2 separate regions of the Mus musculus genome follow, and region 1 is linked to region 2. The links are chromatin contacts, called in public Micro-C maps. All regions are on one chromosome and are shown on one strand. Each heading gives the region's core, a stretch centred on a gene start, on an enhancer-like site or on the middle of the called end of the contact. The rest is flanking DNA. Distances are from core to core; before and after follow the strand shown. Region 1 overlaps Gab2 (growth factor receptor bound protein 2-associated protein 2). Region 2 overlaps Gab2 (growth factor receptor bound protein 2-associated protein 2).

Region 1 (2,879 bases), core at 68-2,567, 87 kb before region 2:
CCAGGCTCCGTGGGAGATCATAAGTACTGTCTTTGAATTCTGTATTGTGTCGGCTTGGCTTGGGAAGGCTATAGAAGCCATGGACTTGACCTCCGACGCCGTTGATACAGTGTCCATTGCTCTGGGCAAGTTTTTGCACAGCTGTATCACTCTTCTGCCGGGTGCCCTGAGAGAAGCTGGCACTCCTAAAGGAGAGACAAGAAGGGGACAGTGAGAAGAGGACAGAGGATGTTCAATGCACGCAGCTCGTTGTTGTGGGAATACTGAGGAGTCAGGCAGACCCCAGTTCTTCCTAGTCCCTACCACATATTAACTGTGTAATCTTAGGACTTTTACTTTAGGCATCTCCAAAATAGTAATTCAAATCATCTGAAGATTCTTTAGGAAGTCAACTCTAGTGTATTTAGCAGGTGTATGCTCCAGCAATGTTAACCTTTTTGAGCCCCTGGACTTCTCTGTGGCTGTTCCTAGCAGAGAATATGGTCATTCCTGGGCCCCAGAGATGCAAATAAACAGTCATACTGATAACCTGCTCACTCTCTGAATGACCAAAGAGCACACATATGGCAAGTTGTGGGAGAAAACAGAAAATCTGAGTTTTAGTTTTTTCTCTTTAAAGTCCGCTCGTGGGCACTGGTGCTTGTATTTTAAAGAACCAATTTAAATTTAAGCTATAGGCTTTATCTTCTACCAGGAATCATGGTTTGTTGAGAAGAATCTGGTTCTCTCCAGAAATCTAAAACTGTTGGTAAAATGACTTCCATTTGAGAACTCTAGTAGGGTAGAAAATGGTATTGCTTTTATTCATTTTAAATGATGGTACTGGGAAGCAAGGCCACCTTTAACGACAGTAACAGTGAAGGGAAGTTTATACTTAGTCCTAGCATTGCTACCTGTGAACATCAGCATGATGTTCTCCTAGGTACGAGACCTAGTCTTAGTTACAACCTGGGTCAGAGGCTCTGTAAGCCTTCCATTTCACAAGAGTGGTTGTTAAACTGGGTTCTGCATAAGTACTGTGTTAAGCTGGAGGATGAGTAGCAGGGAACCAGGCCTGCTTTCTGTCTCTGATGATCCTTCGGAGGATTTCATCTGAGCGGGAGACAAGGGAATCAACCCTCAGCAGTAGTTCTGTCTTTTGTAGACCAGAGGTATCTTCAGAAACCTAGTAAGCTCTTGGAGACTTTACCAGAATAAGGTGCAGGTTCACACTCACACCTCTGTGTTCTCCTGGGTGATGTTTGAACTGAGAACCACTGGTGGATCATCATCTGCTTTCCCTTAGCTCCCTCGCGAGGAACTTGCTATTTATAGATGTGGCCACCAGGTGGTAGTAGAGAACAGTGCCTAGAAGTTTAAACAGATGAATGGAACCAAGTATGCTGGCCAGGTTCCCCTTAACATGGGCCACTGGTGGTCCTAATATTCAGTCCCCCCAAATTTACCAGCCCCTCTACCTAGGTTTTTGTGTTTGTTCTCCCTTTCCAGTCACTTCCATTCACATAACCAAGCCAAGAGCTAAGGCCCAGGATAGATAAACATCACAGCTGAGGCAGGAGAATCAATGGCAGGTACAGAGTGTTCATATTTGTCCTTGGTATGTTTTATCTTATTATTGTTTTTGAATTTCCAATTCTCATTAGATGTCTTAATCTGATTTTTTCATTCGACAAATACTTGTTGATGTCTTCCTCCCCATCTAGGCTAGACACAATGGATACAGAGGTGTTGTGTGCTTAGAAATCACAGGAGATGCCATCCCTGCAAATTACCACAGTCAAGTATGAGTCTGTCAGTGGCCACATATTAACCTTTCCTGGTGGGGTCATGTTAGAAAGGCCTTTTCACAGACATCACATCTGAGTGAGTCGAGAAAAAAGAACAGCAAAACAAAATAAAGGCATTTCAGTTTGGGGCCAAAGATGTTTAAAACAACTTGGCAACTTTAAGGCTCTCCATGCTGCTCAGGCTGGAGGAAGCATGCTGGAAGGCAAGGCAGACAGAAACACAGATACTGCATCTCATGCACATAGAATCCAAATTACCAATCTCATAGGAACAGAGCATAATGAGGCTACCAGAAGCTAGTATTGTAATAAAATCATACAATAGTATCTGTTAATTTAAAAAGTGGGGTTAGTGGGATTTAGCTATATAAAGATTGCAGTTCAGGAAGACGCCCCAGCAGTGGCAGAACCTCCTAGGTGTGTTGTTCTGCAGTAAAAATGAACATTTTCCAGAATGCACCAGTCACCTTCTGTGATGGTTTGTAAATTCTTGGACCAGGGAGTGGCACCATTTGGAGGTGTGGCCTTGTTGGAATAGGTGTGACCTGGTTGGAGTAGGTCTGTCACTGTGGGTGTGGGCTTAAGACCCTCACCCTAGTTGCCTGGAAGTCAGTCTTCTACTAGCAGCCTTTGGATGAAGATGTAGAATTCTCAGCTCTGCCTGTTCCATGCCTGCCTGGATACTGCCATGTTCCCACCTTGATGATAATGGACTGAACCTCTGAACCTGTAAGCCAGTCCCAAGTAAATGTTGCTTTTTATAAGACTTGCCTTGGTCATGGTGTCTGTTCACAGCAGTAAAACCCTAAGGAAGACACCTTCCTTCTTCAATTCATTTCTGCCTTGACTCTGGTCTTGGGAAACCAGAAATGATGATGATTACCCATAATGATTTTTCACATGTTCAGGTCTTACCCAATCTACTCCAACTTATTTCCTTCTGATTTTTCTTCTGGATCAGAGTGCTAATGACTGACCTGACACTTACTTTCTCAGACTTTAAAGAAGTTTGTTATTGGGCTGGCGAGATGGCTCAGGGGTTAAGAGCACCGACTGCTCTTCCGAAGGTCCCGAGTTCAAATCCCAGCAATC
Region 2 (2,886 bases), core at 220-2,719:
AAGGAAGAACTTAGGGGTCCTGTGAGGCCTTCAGAACCACCCTTAGAAGCTGTATCTTTATTGGTAATGGGAGTTGCTGCAAAGTGCATAGCAGTAGAGAAATGTTAACTAGTGCTCTGTGGCTATTTGTTAAAATGTTAACTAGTGCTCATCTAGCAATGAGGAAGGTGAACTAGCGAATAACAACAACAACAACAACAACAACAAAAACTATTTAGGAAGCTGTTGCTATAGCTTTCTATGGTCAGAGAAAATGGCAATCTAAAGGAGAATAATGTGGCAGCAGAATCATTAGTTTGTGTACCAGAGTGAGATCTTGCCTCAAAAACAAAACATCAAAGTCAAAACTCATCAAAATACATAAAATAAATAAATAGAATAGTAATAATCAAGTCAGAGAGGAAGAGACAGTACATCTTACTTACTTATAATGGGACATAAAGAAGTTCCTAACGTAAGAGTATACTGTCTAAAAAGTCAAAACAAAGTCAAATTTATGTCTAGAATCAAGTAGAGATTACCATTTGCTCTGATGAAACAGAAGTGACTGTTTTCCTTTTGTACCCAAATCTAGTTAGAAAACAAACCATTTCACAATTACCCAGACCACAGAGACACGAATGTGGGAACATATGACCTGGAAGTTGCATCACTCCTGCCGTTGAGCAGAGTACATCTCATGTGATCCTGTCTGTCCTTTAGGTTAGGTCTGTAAGTGCGCACAGAACAAGGTCATGACTTCCTTCTATTGCTCTTTGGCAACCAGAAAAATAAAATAAGCCTCCACTGAGACTTACGATGACTAAATCACATTATAAGTATTTTGTTGGTGGTGAAGAGCTTATAAAATTCTACCATATCAGTCTCCAGGGAGATTCCCTGGGGTCATGAATATGGGTTCTAAACATAAAGGCTGCTTTACATATGGGACAAGAACCTGGTTTGTTTTAGGTTAGTCTACATAATCAAGTTGAACTAGGCTAGTTCTTATAGGTAAATTGTCTTTTAAGGAAAAAGGAACTTTCTGAAGATCCTTTTAGCTTCAGCCCTGAAAACTGAAAGTACTTCTAAAATTCTAGACTCTTTTGTTCTGCCTTAAGTATTATACTAAATAAAACGATTCTTCTTGAATTACTAAGGATTTTCTTAGATGCTCTATGAAAATTAGAGAATCTTTAATACTAAAAATTCTGAAAAAGAGACAGCCTAGGGTACAATACTTATCATTAAAGTTTCCTGTAAAGGGCTGACAGTAAACATTTTAGGGCATATAGTCTTTCTTACAACTATCAAATCTATAGTAGCATGAACATTACAATTTATAAGCAAACATCTAGCTTGAATTCACCAAACTGTTCCCAAAGTGTGTGGTTCAGCTGTTTGCTAAATCAGGGATTAGGATAAGGTAGAAAGGCTATGAAGAAAAGGTAGAGGGTGCTGTAGGAGGATGAGTGTAACAAATGGGTGAGAGACCAAAGTCTCTTCCAACCTAGGGAGCCTCACATGGTGTTCACTAAGGCAACCTGATATCATGATATCTTATTTAACTAGATTACTTAGATTCTTAGAAGTGAGAGATGTGTTCTTCTAAATAGCCAAGCTAGGCAGTACCTTCTATTACTTTCTTCTTTGGCAGTTGAAAGTATTTCTAAAACTCCACAATCTTCTGTCATGGCTTAGGTACAACAGATAACAGAATTCTTCTCTGATGACTAAAATTTTCTCAGTGCCTCCAATCATCTTTCTCCAGATTCTGTGGCTAAAGCTGTAGAAGGGGCAAGGCATTTCTTGGAAAAGAGTTTTGCATAACTTCTAGAAATGGGTGTGTCCTTTTAACTTCCCTCTTTCTGATGAAGGTAAAACCAAAAACTGCCAATAAGCCAGGAGATTCCTGTCAAGGGAGGGTTATTAAAACCTGAGTCTACTACATTATCAATACTCCAACTCTATTAGGTAGAACACAAACAAGTACTTTATTTTTAAAACTCCCCTTGCTTTCTTTAAAAAAAAAAATCACCATTACCAACTCTAAATCTACTCTCATCCCCCAGACTCCCAAGTAACTACAGGTAGAAGATTTAATCTGACTTCTTAATACAATTATATCCTAATTTATTTCAGTGTGAAGTACATTAGGCCAGACTTCTGTCCCATTATACCCAGTAGAAGCATGGAGAGAGCACATTCCTGGAGGAGGAAGAGCTCTGTAGCTATGTTTCTTCTAGGAATATTTGAACTGCTCTAGACCCCAAGAACTTCAAACTTACTTTGAGGAAATCAAAGTACGTATTACCTGAGCTCCTGCAACATGCTATGACAGATATGTCTCCTATCACATTTAATTCCTAAACCAGTGAGTGAAGGTAAACACAACCCCCTTCACAGATGAAAGAAAAATCCTCAGAGAGTATACAACTAGCAAGTATCATAGCCTCAGACCTTCTTGTCCCAAAGGTCTAGTAAGAGCCCAAGAAAGAGCCTGACTAGCCAGAGAGTTTACAGAAAATATTCAGGTTTGTAGTTAACTGATGGCAGAAGACAATAGCAGCACTAGAATTCAGGCTTTAGCTCTTAGCACAAAGTTTAATGACACATGAAACGTGAAACCTCCCAGAGAAGGCAATATAGTTACTGAGTCCTGACTTATTTATTAGGAAGATTCTTTCAGCTCTAGATGAACACAGAATGAGCCTTATCTAATCACAAGACTGTTACATTGAGGTCAGGGCTCTTTTTATCTTAGCATTTAGCACAGTACTTAGAACTCATAGTGTACTAGATAACTCTCTAGTGATAGCCTTACTAAAGGAACAAAAGGAGAGAATATCTGTTTTTCTGTTGGTAAAAACAGGAAAAGTGAATAAAGCCAAAGCTCTCAGACAGATG

What was found. Hi-C and Micro-C count contacts between places; a contact is called where the count stands out from the background.
Region 1: a contact with region 2 is called in a Micro-C map of the G1E-ER4 cell line, with 4 times the contacts expected there. The contact joins two enhancer-like sites. A contact is called at or near these places in 2 of 15 datasets of contacts at CTCF or cohesin (the G1E-ER4 cell line and pro-B cells), 5 of 484 Hi-C or Micro-C datasets (B cells, the G1E-ER4 cell line, bone marrow-derived dendritic cells and 1 more) and 1 of 115 datasets of contacts at active chromatin or transcription factors (bone marrow-derived dendritic cells).

What each region holds. Positions count from the first base shown.
Region 1 is chr7:97,296,134-97,299,012 of GRCm38.p6, reverse strand. It overlaps Gab2 (growth factor receptor bound protein 2-associated protein 2), which reads right to left. Exons shown (of 10, transcript NM_010248.2): 4 at 1-185. Among named protein-coding and RNA genes, the nearest start is that of Usp35, 35 kb to the left of the region's middle. Within about 2 kb of position 1,317, at least 4 of the 459 cell types and tissues checked have an H3K27ac peak or open chromatin away from gene starts, as enhancers often do. A contact at or near this core is called in the G1E-ER4 cell line, where this site is marked.
Region 2 is chr7:97,209,089-97,211,974 of GRCm38.p6, reverse strand. All of the region lies in intron 1 of Gab2 (growth factor receptor bound protein 2-associated protein 2), which reads right to left. Among named protein-coding and RNA genes, the nearest start is that of Usp35, 120 kb to the left of the region's middle. Within about 2 kb of position 1,469, at least 116 of the 459 cell types and tissues checked have an H3K27ac peak or open chromatin away from gene starts, as enhancers often do. A contact at or near this core is called in the G1E-ER4 cell line, where this site is marked.